4 separate regions of the Mus musculus genome follow, and regions 1, 2 and 4 are each linked to region 3. The links are chromatin contacts, called in public HiChIP or PLAC-seq maps. All regions are on one chromosome and are shown on one strand. The core of a region is the stretch at or near the end of the contact, and the rest is flanking DNA. Distances in the headings are between cores, read along the strand shown. Region 1 overlaps Ebf1 (early B cell factor 1). Region 2 overlaps Ebf1 (early B cell factor 1). Region 3 holds the start of Ebf1 (early B cell factor 1). Region 4 has its middle 18 kb from the start of Gm51859.

Region 1 (3,556 bases), core at 904-3,403, 360 kb before region 3:
TGGTGAGTTCAAATTGTTCTGTGTTTAAATATTCAGCATGAGGCTAATGTGAACTGATGAAATGAGACTATAAACATTCACTTTCGATACAAAGAGAGCGGCAGAGAGGCGGTGCATCACAAAGCCTTTGGAGGTGAGAATGATTTCCACTTTAGGATGTGGCTGACAACGTCCATTTACTTTAAGGTACTCTTAATTAGCCCAGCATTTGAAATGACTGATTCCTGCGTTCAAGAAGAGCAGCTTCATGGGGTCTGAGAGTTGCAAATGGCAATGAAGGAGAGGTTCCCATGAGGCCTCACTGAGCCCAAACCTAGACTGGCATCCCTGGCCCATGGCTGGCTGGCTCCCCAGTACCAACAGAGTCATGTGTCTATTTGAGCAACTATAGTGTTTGACACTCAGTGTGTTTTTTTAGATTCATCCATAGGGTCTATGTCCTTTTGCCCTGTGATCCAACCCCTCTACACTGCATCCCCAGGACAAGCCATATTTTACTCCATGATGCTATAGACACATAGCCACACTCTCACCAGCTCCCTTACTGACACCTGCTGGAATCAACAACCACCTTCATAAACCTTTGGACAAATTGAAGCTCTCCTGTCTCGTGTCCCTTCTGAGGCCAGTTATAGGCAAGCACTTAAAATATTGTGATCACTTACAGCAGATTAGAATTTTTTATTGGCGCCGTGTTGCCATAACAACACGAAGACAGCAGATGACTTAAGCTAGGCTTGCAAAGCACAAGGCTGCTCATCTGGCAGTTAAAATGAATACAGTTCATTTCACAAGTTTCCCATATGGACTCTTAGTATATGGTAATGAGGAGACCATATGGTGAGAGAAAATGCTCTGTGAACAATCAGGATCCAATGGCTGAGTGGGAAGTTGGGAGAGATAGCCGAGTGAGAGATTCTGGTGTGCTCTAGGGGGGTTCGAGGTTTGGCTGGGGTTTTGGTGGGGGGAATGACTGTTTCCCATAGGGGTTTTGAGTTTCTTAATCCATTCCTTAATATGTCGGCTGTGTGAAATGACAAACATCTTGCAAATTTTGCAATATCATCCATCACAGACTGTCAGCAGTGTTTGCAGATCTGACTTGCAAGATCCTTTCAGTGTGTTGTTCTTAAAAGGCAACGGTACCAAGTTTTTAGACAAAGTGCAGGGAAATTTAAGCGCTTCTGACAAGCTGAGACATTAACAGTAATGATTTTAAAAACACTCACATCTTTTGCCTGCATGTTTAGCTGTAAATAATGCTAGAATATATAAAAGCTTTAAAGGAAAAAATGTAATAAATACTTTTTATCATGTTTCATACGGGATGAAAAATGCCGGCAGCCATGTCTATGGCTGTCTATCCATGCAAATGTATGGAGATGGATGGCCCCTACTCCCTTCACTACCAACCAGAGGAGAACCTGGGCAGACAGTTTGAGCAAGACTGTACAGTCAATCCTGTACTATCCATGCTTCATAAAAGATGAATATAAATGCATTAGTTAGACACGGTGAGCTAAATTAGAAGGTCAGGCAGGGCTGGGAGGGCTGAAAAATCACACAAGCAATGAGTGTAATTACTCTTTCTTAAGTCTATTAAGTGGTGTTGTTCTATCAAGGCTCTGGGGTATAGGACACGAAGAACAAGATAAAGTAATGTGTATTTATGACTCCCGCTGGATCAATTTGCCAGATATTTTCAGCTCCATAAAGCAAAATACACAAATGTGGCCTTTGTTGCTTTTCCCAAACTGCTTGATTTTCTCTATAAGGGAGGCTGGATCTTGTAATCAAACAGTATTTGCTTGGTACAGATTTCCTCACCAGCCTCTCTCAATGAAGGAAGAAAGAAAAGCTACTGAGAATCCGAGGGGGATGGGCAGAAGATGCTGATGAGGGAGAGGAAGCAGGAGGCAATAGCCTTCAGGCAGAAGTATTTGAGTTTTGAATAACCAGATCTGAAGGAACAGTGGAATGTTAACATACTGGACACAGGGAGGGGTTTGAACTCATAGACCCAAGTTCAAGTTTGAGCTTTCTCACTTGCTGGCACTGATGCCATAGCAAGTCAGCAGACAGATCTCCTCCAGGGACTCAGCCTAAATGCCTCTCCTGTGGAATGTGAGATGTATGTCATGCAGAGATTAGTGTCCCCACTTACTGGAGACTCCCCAGCTGCCTGGAGCTTCTCTTTGCATGCATTATCTCCTTAGTTCCTAGCAGCACTGTGAAACAGCTGTCCCACAGAGGAGGAACCTGAGGCTTCAGACTTCCATGCACAAGGCCTGGGTTTGCCTTCCAAGCTCCTTGTGTATCTGGCTGGCATGCTGGCTCACTTGGCCTCTCTGCTCTGCAGCGACGCCATCAAGCAGAGCTAGACTTGCAATAGGCGTGAAACACACAATCCTGGCTTCGCAAGAGTCATATAGCCCATGTGCAGGATGCTGGGCTAGGCTCAAGGCCTGCTTGCACTGCCTGTGAAATAAAGCTCACAGGCTGCGGATAAAGATGGGTAGCAAGCTATCAAAAACTTCACACACACACACACACACACACACACACACACACACACACACACAAATGGAGACACTACTTAAGGAGTTCAAAGCAGAGGGAGCTCTTTGCTCAAAGTTTGTGTTGAATCACTGAAGCAATTAGCATCTCAGCTTCATTGGCCAGAGACCTCATCCCCCTCCCCACCTCTCCTATATAAGAACTCAAGCTGGACCCCCAAAGTCAGGTTGCTCCTGTCGGAGAATTTCCCAAAGTTATATGGACACAGAGAAAAAGGTTCATTCGTCAGGGAGACAGGATAGAATACTATGTATGTTTTAAGGGCCTTGGCCTGCTCTTCTCTGTGTGCAAATGAAAGAAATAAAAGCCCTAACCAGAGAGGGTTAGTGTAATTACAGTGCCTCTCAGAGATGAAATGATTTACAGAGAGTCTGTTCCCTCCTCTTTCCCTGTTTGGTAAGTGGGGAAGATGAGGAAACTATGTCTGTTTTCCCAACTCCTTTCACAAGAGGGGATCCAGTAAAACAAAGCAAGTCCTCCTCGTTTGAAAAAGTGCAAGCCTATACACAAAGGCATATTATTATGGAAAGCTGTCTGCGTGGTCTTTGGAGCAGTTTCATTTGACAGAATATGTGGGTGGTTGTATGAATCTAGCTTTGTCTATTCACAAACACATGGGTTTAATAAAGTGGGGTTTGTTTTTTAAGGTGTGTGGTCCGCAGTTCACTGAAGCACCCCTGTTTGACAAACACTGGCCAAGAGTCTGAGGAAGGCAGAGGCCCTTCCTAAGGCCCTAACAATGGAGAGTAGGAGTATAAATCTCTCTCAAGTCCACAGGAATACCTTGTGTTGGCTCCATCCGCCACTTCCTGACCCTGCCCTTGAACCCTTGCTCCACCTTAACACTTAGAGCCAAGAGGACAGCCAGTCTGCCCTGAGTCACAGGGAGAGCTTCCTGGGGTGGGCTCTTCTGGCCACAGTCCTTCCATAGTTGGAGGAGCTGGAAGCGAGCTGCAGTGTTTCCTTAACACACACATAG
Region 2 (3,498 bases), core at 513-3,012, 330 kb before region 3:
ACATGGTAAATGTCACTATAACAACAGTCGCTACGGAACAAAAGGGGAAAACCTGTTGAGATCCTGCCTAGTTGTGTTGTGAGCACTCCTGAGGGCCTCTGCGCACACTGCATGTTTGAATGTGTAGTGTAAGCTTTAGCCTTTTCTGGAGGTGAATCTTGGCTCCAACACCTGGGGGACTGGGAGACTGGGAGACTGGGAGACTGGGAGACTGGGAGACTGGGAGACTGGGAGACTGGGAGACTGGGAGACTGGGAGACTGGGAGATTGGTGAGAAGCCCAGTGTCCTGCGGTTGTAAAACCTTGATAGGGTCTCCAAGTCATTTTCCTCAAATGTGTGCAACCCACGAAGATAATTATAGATGACCATTTCGTAAGCACTTTATTGCTTCCCCCCCCCCATAAATTTTAATTTTGGAAAGTTAAAAGTGAAAAAAATGTGGTTTCAATTTCCTACAAATTGCACACAATTTAGTTTTAACAAGAAAATAGGAACAAAGTGGGGGGGGGGTCATGTTCTTTAAAGTGAATTAGGAACTAGAGTTTGTTTCTACCCACTCAATGCCATGAGAAAAATAAAGCACAAGATTTAGGATCAATGCCTCCCAAAAATGGAACTCATGAACCATGGTAGAGAGACATAGTCTTTAAAAAAAAAATCTAAACATGATGTAAGCAGTCTAACAGCAGAGTAACACCATTGAACTGAGCTAGTCTGTGTCTGTAGAGAAGAAAGCAAACTTCATGAAGGCCAGAGGGAAAATGGTGAATGAAACTGGGGTAGATGCTGATAACCCTCACACATACGTAGCAGAATGTGTGTGAATAAGAAAAGGCTGCATGACCTCATGAGCTCTTCATTTTACTCTCAACTGTGCTGCCTACAACGAAAGACAATTAAAAACAATTATTCCTGAAATTATTTAAACACACAGCTAAAAATAGAACAAAGCAACAGAATTACAGAATTGTCAATATATATGAATATATATGTGTGTGTGTGTACATGTATAAACATATATACATATATGTGCATAGAATATATATATATATATATATATAAAAGAAATTGTATCCTTCTGCTGAGACCTGGCTGTCATCTCGGTGTTAGATCATGTTTTTTCCAAGGTAGTCATCTGTGGCGACTAGCCTGTTAAAGACAGGAAACCCACAAAGTGTCTCTACCACACCAAGCACACTAGCTGGAAAGCAAACAATGAAATCAGTCAGCCAGGTGTTTTCTCTCGTGTGCCAAACTTGGATTGGATATTGTGTCTCCTTAATTTGTCCTCTGCCTTGGTAGCTGTGCACTCTGTTTGGTAAGAAAAATTATGCAAGTAATAAACTACTTCATCAAAGTTGTTTCTCTTTTGATCAAATTACATTATTCAATTATACCACCGACCCTTCTCAAATGTTCTACTTCCAAAAAGGTTTACTCCCTAACATGCCCTAAGAATCCTTCCAAAATATTAGCATTTGTAGTCTTTAAAATAAACAAATAAACAAAAAGACCCTCACTACTTCAAGTTTTCTGATCAAAAATAATAACTCCCTAGTATTTTTTTTCTAATTAGGGTTGAACTTGCAAGACTAGAATGCCTCTGACTATCGGAACATGGAGTTCTGGCTTTCAAAGGTCCAGCCATAAACTTAGACTTGGCAAACTTAGCATATTACTCATTGGCTAATAATCCCATTAGTCAAAACTGCAAGCTCTTGGTCAAGTGCATATTTTATATATTACTGCATGAAACCCTAGCAGGAGTCCCACATCCCAAATGTCTTTTGAAGGCACAGGGATTAACATGAGGCAATTTCCTCTGTTCACACAGAAACGCTGGCTTTCCCCCATGCGAATATCAGTAACTATGTGGGATTGCTGAAAGGCCGTTTGCTTCCTTCTGCAACCACATTAGCCGTCCCATCAGGCAACGACTTCCATTGAGTTCTGCATTGGCTGTCCACAGTAGTCACCTGTACACAAAGCTGTATGGTAGCAAGAGAAGAGGAGGGCCTTGTTGCAAAATACTCAGAAACATCAAGGGTCTGAAACTCTCTGCTATGCAGACTGAGAAGAAAGCACGTGGTTAAATGGAGTATTCTTTTCTTTTGGTTCAATATATCCTTTCAAAACAGGCCCCGCAAAAGCCTTCTAAACCTATGCCACCCATGTCCACTAGGCTCATTTCTAAACCCGTCACATCAGATCAAAAATGTCAGCCCTACCTGCCAAGGAGCAGGAAATATTTGACTCACTGCTCCAAGTACCTCATTGCTCTCTACAAAACCAAAAATGCGTGGAAGATGTGGATGAAGAAAGGAGACTGCATTCACTTGTGTGCACGGAATTTTAGTTTCAAATATTCTTTCTTACTCAATATTGAGTCAATCTTCAGGATTTTCCATCTTAAGAGAATAAAAAGAAAAATACCCAACTATCCTCAAACCTCTTGTGGGGATGAAAGGGAGAAGGGAGCTGGGATGAGTGCAGACACTGACCTTGGAGTTACAGCCTGTGGCTTCTGAAATCCTGAAGAAGAACAGTTTTTTTGGTTTTTTTGGTTTTTTTTTTTTTGACAAGAGATAATGATGAGGGGGTGAATGGGTGGAATGGAATTTTTCTCCTAACTTCTTACTATATATACTTTTTGGATAAACAAATGTATTGGTTATGTTAGAACGCCTGCTTAGTGCCCGTTTAAAGAGGATGGACCTCAATAATTAGAGAGAAATCAGAAAAATCAGACTCAATCCAATCCTTTCCACTCTCAACTCTCAACCTATAGGGTAAGCAGCCTTCCATTGGACTGGTTCCCTGGAATCTTAGACTGAACCATCTAACTCCAGGCATCTACAAAGACTACCACCGCAGTGTGCCACATCACTTAAATTTGTGTTGTACTGACAACACAGCCTCTCTGTCTCACCTTTACTGTTTGTTACGCTGGGTGGCCATGCTTGGCATATGTTGGCATTCAATAAATGGCAAAGAATGAAACTCAAGAAAATAACAGAGTTGTTTATATTTTGGGGAAATTCACTTTACTGTCAACTATTATTGGGCTCAGTCAAACAGATACCTAAAAGCAAAGAGAAGAGCAGGGATCTCAGAGGATTTTGATAGATACATGATAGACTTGAAATTTCTATAGACATTTATTTTAAAGTGCTGAGACCCATAAGGGACCCAGTTCAATGCTTAGGGGAGGGGAAAGACCAGTACTGGACAGCTGTGCAGGCCAATGATGGGCAGGGATCTGTGGAGGATGGTGGGGGGAGACTTATGAAGGACTTTGGTACACATTTCATCTGCAGAAGTGAACCCAAAAACCCAGGTTCCCAAACCAGGGTTTAGTAACAGATCACCTAAAGTTCTACATGGAATAGTGTGGATAAACATTTGGAAGCAAAGTGTAAGAAATCAGATATTCCTGAAACTTCTGAGTTGGCTAAACATCTGTAGCACTTTTAAGAGTTGTCAGAACTTAAGAGCCT
Region 3 (3,456 bases), core at 506-3,005:
CAAGCGGAGAAGGGTCCCTGATTGGGACTCGCGGCTATTAGAAATGATCGATCGCCATGGGAAAGAGAACTGGGGCGTCTTGTTTTACTGTTGTAAGTGACTGTTGTTGTTTGGTTAATTTTTTTTTTAAATAAAAGACCTGTCTTGCCAAAGTTTTGCCATTCTGAGAAATCCTCCTCACACATTCCAGAAACCCAAAGGGCCAAGGCTTCTTGGCTGAGAAGATCCGCGGGGGACTGGAGAATAGGATGCCCGGGGGCACCACAATGACAGCCCAAACTGCCGGACACTATCGGACAACACACACACACACACACACACACACACACACACACACACACACACACACTTTCGCTTCTAGCCTAGTTACCCAATTCACTCTCACTACCAACCACTCCCAACCCTGTGCTCATGGGGATGGAAACAGTATAGGACAGTTGTCCCTAGCCCTTCCCCCCAAAAATGGAAAGATGGAACTACTCCCCATTCCCCTTCTGCACCCTTTATGTCTAATGGAGCCTGGGCCCACAAAGTTTTCCCCGAAGCCCAGGTGGTGGCCAGCAATGAAAAGGGCAAGGTACCATTTCTCACTTGGGACTAGGAGCCCCTGGACAGGGCACTGGGTGTGTCCAGGGAAGTTCCTCAAGTTGGTCTCCAAGAGCATGGCCTCCAAATCACTCAGTGTAGGATCTGGAGAGTGGGAGAGGGACTGGGGAAGGCCAAGGTGACAGTGGATGAGGGTGGCTTTTAGGAGATGTGAAAATTAAAGTTGGAAATCACTATTCTACAGGCAGACTGAGAAAAACTGAAGGCTAAGAAGTGGAGAGAGGAGAGAGTAAAGAACCAGATAGGAGAAATAAGAGGAGACTCCAAGAAGAAAAATGGAGAGAGAGAGAGAGAGAGAGAGAGAGAAACGGGGGAGAGAGCCAGGTGAGGAAAGAGAAGAGAAAAACGAAGAGTGAAACTGAGAAAGAAGGGGGGAAAAGAGTGGAGAAGGACAAGAAAAAATTAAAGAAGGTAGAAAAGGGAAAGGAAAGATAGGGGGAAAGGAAAGAATTAAAGAAGGTAGAAAATAGAAAGGAAGAAAGGGGGAGAGAAGAAAATTAAGTAGGAAAAAAGAAAAGAGGGAAGAAGAAAAAGGAAAGAACTGAAGCGAAATAAAGGGGAAAGGAAGCGAAGAGAAGGAGAGGAAAAGGGAAAAATATAACCACACAGAAAAGAAAACAAGCGGTCAGAAAAGCGCAGCTATCCAACACCGAGCTGCAGAGACGCCTCTTCTGGGTTAAAACAAAACGAAAACACTCGCAGATGGGGCTGCGGAAAGTGCCGGCAAAGCTTGGGCTCGGCTCCCTCCAGCAGCTCGCTGATCTCTGGCCACCCGGCGACGAGTGCTGCGCAGCCGAGGAGCGCGGAGCTCGGGCGGCGAGCGCAGCGCAGCGGCAGACGCACTCGCGTGGCCAGGCCCCGGGTAGCCGCGCCGCCGTCTCCGGGCTCTCCCGCTAGCCGGTGGCCTCTCCTCCACGGTCCCCCAGCGGTACCCACCTCTGCGCCGCTGTGTTGGCGTCCAGCACCCCGGCGCCCTGCATCCACGTCCGCACCGCGTTCATGCCGCTGCCCAGCGGCTCTTCCTTCATACTGCTTCCACTCCGTTGGATGCTTTCCTGGATCCCAAACATGAAAACAACCTTTTCTTGTGGAAAAATCTCCTCCCCTTTGAAAATATTTGAAAAAAAAAAAAAGGAAAAAAAAAAAAAAACGCCAACCACAGATTTTTTTTTTTTTTTTTGAGTCGATGAGACTCGCGCTACATCAAGGCGGGCTGAAAAGCAAAATTTTTAAAAATGTAAACCTTCGCTCAAAACTGAGCGATAACAAGGAGGGGGGCGAGGGGAAAAAAAAAGAAAGGGAAAATCCAACGAAAAGACCAAAATTAAGAAAAAACAGAGATATATGCCTGGCTGTTGGGGGTTGTTTGGTTGGTTGGTTTTGAGTTTGGGTGCTTTTTTTTTCCTTTTTTTTTTTTTTTTTTTTTTTTTTTTTTGCTTTTTTTTTTTTTTTTGCCTTTTTTTTTTTCTTTTTGTAGTAATCACAGGCCGTTGGAGAACAGGAGGGGCTGGAGTTTCCTTTTGTAGCGGTACCTTCACTTGAAGAAGCAGGAAGAAAAAAAACCACCCTGATGACAATTTAAGAAACAATAGATACGACTCTCGAAGCCGGCTTGGCTACTTGAAGTGTCATTTTCCACAACCAGGCAAGTTTTTTTCTCTCTCTTTTTTCCTCCTCCTCTCTCAACCAAAGATGTTTCTTTCCTTTCCGTGCGTGTAGATGAGGACGCTGGTTGCTGTAGACAGATACACCGGAGGGGGGGGGGGGAAGGGGAGAGAGAGGGAAAGAGGAAGGGGGGAGGGAAAGAGATAGAAAAAGAGAGGAGAGGGAGAAAGAGAGGGGTGGACCCTGCTGGATGGAGATTCTGTTTTCTCCTTGCTAAAATAGAAGTGATTTGCAGGCTCTCCCTGTGGAATCCAGTTTGACTCTCCCCAGAGCTAAACACAGGCACACTAACCCCAAAGGGAAGGAGGCGGGGCCCTCGCAGCCTAGACACGCCCCTTCTTTGCATAACGTCATCCTTCCGCCTTATCACAGCCAATCGCAGCTCCCGAGCTGGCTTGTTCACAGAGCCTGGCCACACTCCCTCATTAACATCCTTCTCCTTGTGGCGCAGGGGAGCCGCCAAAGTTCCCGGCAAAGTGGCGAGCAAGGGATCTCTGAGCTCTAGCGTCTAAACTGGAAGGAGCGTGGCCTTAGAGAGCGAGAGAGGGGGCAGAGGGAAGGAGATGGAGGTATCCTGAGTCGAAGGGGTATGCACCATGGCAGTTCTTAAGCATCCCTTCCGAGCCCTGAGCGCGACGGAGGCGTACTGACTGCGTTCTCTTTGGGCAGACGCCTAGTCCCTTGCTTGCCTGTCCTGGGACTTCGGGGGCAAACGTGGAGGAAAAAAGGACTGACCAGGCAGAAAAGGCAGGATGCCCATCCCAGGTGTCCAGCTCTTCACTCTGAAACAAGGGTGGCGGGATGAACTTTATGTGCGCGAGATCGAGACTTGAGGGCACTCGGAAGACATTATCTCCGTGTCAGGAGAGGTAGAGAAACCTAAAGCCCCAACCAATACGACTTTAGTAGACCGCAAGGGAATGGGCATTCTAGACTCAGTCTTCAGCAGGCTTCTGAAATGCCTCTAACTCTGGTGCTAACCCAGACACGAATGCTGTTGGGCGCGGTTTTCACTCGGTCACTACTCTCCAGAAGTCCCTAAGAGTGAATGAGTCTCTGGGGCTATGCAGCCTGCGACTCTAAATATCTTCAGATCCTCAGTCCCTTCTCCTGCTCCGCAAAGTAGCTTTATTTTTCTTTAACAACTGCAGCAAGGGTGTTGCCTTCTCTGATTAGTTGGTTATT
Region 4 (3,609 bases), core at 676-3,175, 450 kb before region 3:
TGTCTTAAAAATAAAAACTAATATCCCATCATGGTATTTAAACAAAAAATAAAGAAAAGATAAAATACAGATAATATGGCATATGTATTTTTTCAATTTTACATCAAAACTTTACCATGTTAAAATAATTCTTCTCTTCCTATTAACCATGACATCGAAATAATAACAATGATGAAATGTACATAGATGCTGGTAACTCTTAATAAATGTTCTACATGCTTTCACGCGACCAGTGTTGTTATCCACTCTTACTTGAACTCTCTTAAGAGAAGACATTCTTTCTCTTAAATGCCTGGACACTGCAGCGTGATGGAAGTGACTGAGACATTGGCATTATTGCCTGGCTCTGACAATTACTTGGGGAAATCTTCCCTTCCCCAAGAATATAAAAGGATCCTGCCAACTAACTGGCCACTCAGCCAGCGAACCCAATGATTCCTGGCTCTCCAAAGTTCATCTGTTAGAAGTCATTGGGTTAATTGTGCAATGCCCCGGGCCCTCCCCAGAAGAGCCCAGAAAAGTTTAGTATGCCTTGTGTACCCCCATTGTTCTCTAGGAAAGCTGATGTTTTCCACCTCAGATGGTATGTTGCAAATGCTTTATCCCAGAGACACTGGGGGCCATGAAGAATGGAATGCTGCCCACAGCCAGATGTTTGTAAACCTTAACTCTGAAATGTGGCACAGTACCATAAACTGTCAAGTTGTGTAAAAACTAAAGCAAAGACAAAAACAGAATGTAATATTTACCAGATGAGATTTCTTTATGTGTGTAATCTTGTTGGAATTTTGGGAGTATTCAACTCTCATCCATTTCAAAATGGGGTTTGGGTTCCGCCCCAATTTACCCCCTACTCCTCACTCTTCATCTCTCCCTCCTGCCAAGGAAAGGGAAAGTACCAAGCATGAAGGTCTCTGCCCTAACAAAAAGAGAACTTTGTGTGGCCCCGGCATCAACTATGCATTTAAAGATTTGCACAAGACATTTTGCCACCAACGCAGGGTACAAGACCTCTAAACAATATTTCTGTGACCCTTGATTCTAAGAGTTTGGGATAGCAATAGGATGCTGTGTGTTTTGACAATTGTAGTCCTGCATGAGCAGTTGAACAGTGGCAGAAGTTCTTTTTCAGTCTGTGCAAAATAGAACTAGGTTCAAATTGGAATCATCAGTTAGATATGGGAGAAACGATTCTCTCTATGGATGGGATCTCAACAACATGTCTAGTCTGACAGAAGAAGCCAGGAGACAATACCTGGTTAAACTAATTGGTAATGTGAAAACCTGTGAAAAAAATGAGAGGATTTTCAACCCATTTGAGATGTGATCATTATAAATAAACATCATGTTATGCCAGTTTTTAAATTTCATAAGATTGTGTTTATTTTATGTATATGTGTATTTGTCTGAAGGTATGTCTGTGCACCAGAATTTGTTGTACCTGCAGAAGCCCAAAGAAGGTGCTGTATCCCCTGGGAGAAGACTTATAGATGTTGTGAGCCAACCATCTAGGTGCTAGATACTGAATCTGGGTCTTCTGCAAGAACACCCAGTGCTCTTAACTGCTGAGTCAGCTCATCACTCCTGTTATTCCAGTTTTAATTTATAAAAAGCAAATACAAGCTTCATTTGGAAGCTTGGTGGTAGATACCTTTTCTTTAAAGAGAGGAAGTGAAATCTTTGATCGGGTAGCTTCATTAGGACAAAGAGATTTGTCAGAGGTAAGCCTGTATTGGTTACTACCCTGTTGCTGTGATAAAGTATCCCCAAACAAGCAAGGTAGTGAAGAAATAGATATTAGCTTACAATTGGGGACAGAATCCATCACAGTGGGGGGAGACATGCCAGCTGGGTGGCAACGAAAGGAAGCAAGAACAAGAAACAAGCTGAAGGGTGATCACAACTGCACACAGAAAAAGAGAGAAAAAACAGAAGTGTGTCTGGCTTTAAACCCTGAAAACCACACCCTCCCGGGGGGGGGGGGGGAGTAGGATTATTTCCTCCAGCAAGACTCCACCTCCTAGAAATGCCAAAAACATTCCAATAAACAGCACCACCAGCTAAGGACCACCACCAGGACCAAGTCTTCAAATACATGGCTTCAAATACATGGACACTTCAAATTTAAACTACCGGAGTGGTCTAAAATGTTTGTTAAAAGGTGGATAGAGTTGAGTGAAGGAGAGTCAGAGCCAGACCAGGAGAAATCTATCTTGTGCACCAGAATGAAAAAAAATGAACACCTAGGCCAAGTTGCTAGAATCAGACAACCTCAGGACCTGAATTGGAAAGTCACACTAGATGACATGTCATGGCTTGATCTCTCTCTCTCTCTCTCTCTCTCTCTCTCTCTCTCTCTCTCTCTCTCTCTCTCTCTCTCTCTCTCTCCTTTTTTGTGGGGGGTGGGGGTGGCATTTGCAGGCTGAGGCCTTAGCAAAGAAAACCAATGTCCCTAGAGAAATGGGAATTTGGTTTTTGTATAGACAGAGGCACACATGATGTGAAAAGTATACATGCCTTAAAAATATTTGTGTGGATTTCTATGTTTTTGTCCCTGTAGAACATCTCAGATAGGCTTCTTTCTTTTGTTGGACTGCCTCAGGTGAGCCTCTGAAAACACTTTGATGATAATGGAGTTTCAGCACCTTAGAAGTCCAATGCAAGAAAATGTTGCTAACTTCTGCACTTGAATTTTAGATTTTTAATAATCAAATCTGGATTTTAAAAGAGAGGTATATAGATTAATTTTTTCTGGGCTTGGGTTGGAGCTTAGTTGGTAGGGTGCTTACGTAGCATGTCCAAAGCCAGGAGCTCAGTCCCAGGCACTGCATGAACCTTGCATGGTGGTCCATGCCTGTAATCTTAGCACTGGTGAGATGGTAGGAAAGTCAGGAGCTCAAGGCTATTCTGGACTACATGAAAAAGTCTGAGGTAGCCTGGGCTACTGGAGGCCCTATCTCAATCCCTCCTCCCTCTAAAAAAATTATAAAAAGTAGAAATTATCATTTAATTTCTTTTAAACAAGGCTGTTTTATGCACAGCTCAAGTACAGCAAAACCAGAATAGAGAACGGATTCTGGGGAAAGCATGGTAATTGTGCATCATAAAGTTGCGTTTAATAATTGTGTGCTGAGTGGAATTTACGGCATGACACAAGGTAGGTGAGAGTGGGGTGGGTTTGCAAATAAAACTGCTAACAGCCACATTCCAATTCCAGCCTAGCCGGTTGATTTCAATTCTTTTTATCCAGCTGTGTTGCAGCGAGTGAAACTGGAAGTGTTAATAGCGAATTAAATGAAATAGATACTGTACACATGCATGATGGGAACCGTAAACTCTGTAACCTTAGCAGAAGATTCCAGAGGAGGAGAGAAGATCCCCCTGGTGTGCTAGGAAATAATTGGAAAGAAATTTCCTTTCTTTCCAGGCCCACTTGTGACTAATGGAGGCTCTGATGACAGAAGACCATGCCTGTGCTTTGCGAGGTCAACATGGTAGTTTCAAATTGCAATTAAAATGGATTTCTGTATCCCTCACCTACCCCTCCAACCCCTTGTCCAGTGACTCCTCTCCCCATCCAGGTCCCTGAACTTCCCCTCTGTGATGAGC

What was found. HiChIP or PLAC-seq counts read pairs in DNA pulled down with a chosen protein or histone mark.
Region 1: a contact with region 3 is called in an H3K4me3 HiChIP or PLAC-seq map of stem cell-derived neural progenitor cells, with 40 read pairs. The contact joins the enhancer-like site here to the promoter of Ebf1 in region 3. A contact is called at or near these places in 3 of 39 promoter capture datasets (cranial neural crest, embryonic stem cells and liver), 1 of 15 datasets of contacts at CTCF or cohesin (the NIH/3T3 cell line), 20 of 115 datasets of contacts at active chromatin or transcription factors (the 230-238 cell line, bone marrow-derived macrophages, craniofacial prominence and 14 more) and 3 of 9 other capture datasets (adipose tissue, embryonic trunk and pancreatic islet).
Region 2: a contact with region 3 is called in an H3K4me3 HiChIP or PLAC-seq map of pro-B cells, with 5 times the contacts expected there. The contact joins the enhancer-like site here to the promoter of Ebf1 in region 3. A contact is called at or near these places in 10 of 39 promoter capture datasets (the 3T3-L1 cell line, 3T3-L1-derived adipocytes, the C10 cell line and 6 more), 3 of 15 datasets of contacts at CTCF or cohesin (the NIH/3T3 cell line, large pre-B cells and pro-B cells), 15 of 484 Hi-C or Micro-C datasets (B cells, the C2C12 cell line, CD4 T cells and 8 more), 22 of 115 datasets of contacts at active chromatin or transcription factors (the 230-238 cell line, the NIH/3T3 cell line, Th17 cells and 16 more) and 3 of 9 other capture datasets (adipose tissue, liver and pancreatic islet).
Region 4: an H3K4me3 HiChIP or PLAC-seq map of pro-B cells shows a contact between it and region 3, with 3 times the contacts expected there. The contact joins the enhancer-like site here to the promoter of Ebf1 in region 3. A contact is called at or near these places in 10 of 39 promoter capture datasets (the 3T3-L1 cell line, the C10 cell line, frontonasal cranial neural crest and 4 more), 3 of 15 datasets of contacts at CTCF or cohesin (embryonic stem cells, large pre-B cells and pro-B cells), 5 of 484 Hi-C or Micro-C datasets (the C2C12 cell line and uterus), 14 of 115 datasets of contacts at active chromatin or transcription factors (the 230-238 cell line, craniofacial prominence, embryonic basal ganglia and 10 more) and 5 of 9 other capture datasets (adipose tissue, embryonic stem cells, embryonic trunk and 2 more).

The regions. Positions count from the first base shown.
Region 1 is chr11:44,975,263-44,978,818 of GRCm38.p6, reverse strand. All of the region lies in intron 11 of Ebf1 (early B cell factor 1), which reads right to left. Among named protein-coding and RNA genes, the nearest start is that of Gm51859, 110 kb to the left of the region's middle. Within about 2 kb of position 2,153, at least 27 of the 459 cell types and tissues checked have an H3K27ac peak or open chromatin away from gene starts, as enhancers often do.
Region 2 is chr11:44,947,010-44,950,507 of GRCm38.p6, reverse strand. All of the region lies in intron 10 of Ebf1 (early B cell factor 1), which reads right to left. Among named protein-coding and RNA genes, the nearest start is that of Gm51859, 140 kb to the left of the region's middle. Within about 2 kb of position 1,762, at least 53 of the 459 cell types and tissues checked have an H3K27ac peak or open chromatin away from gene starts, as enhancers often do. A contact at or near this core is called in the C2C12 cell line, the NIH/3T3 cell line, adipose tissue and 6 more, where this site is marked.
Region 3 is chr11:44,616,399-44,619,854 of GRCm38.p6, reverse strand. It overlaps Ebf1 (early B cell factor 1), which reads right to left and starts at 1,755. Exons shown (of 16, transcript NM_007897.3): 1 at 1,543-1,755. The coding sequence starts at 1,676.
Region 4 is chr11:45,068,452-45,072,060 of GRCm38.p6, reverse strand. No RefSeq gene overlaps it. Among named protein-coding and RNA genes, the nearest start is that of Gm51859, 18 kb to the left of the region's middle. Within about 2 kb of position 1,925, at least 21 of the 459 cell types and tissues checked have an H3K27ac peak or open chromatin away from gene starts, as enhancers often do. A contact at or near this core is called in adipose tissue and pro-B cells, where this site is marked.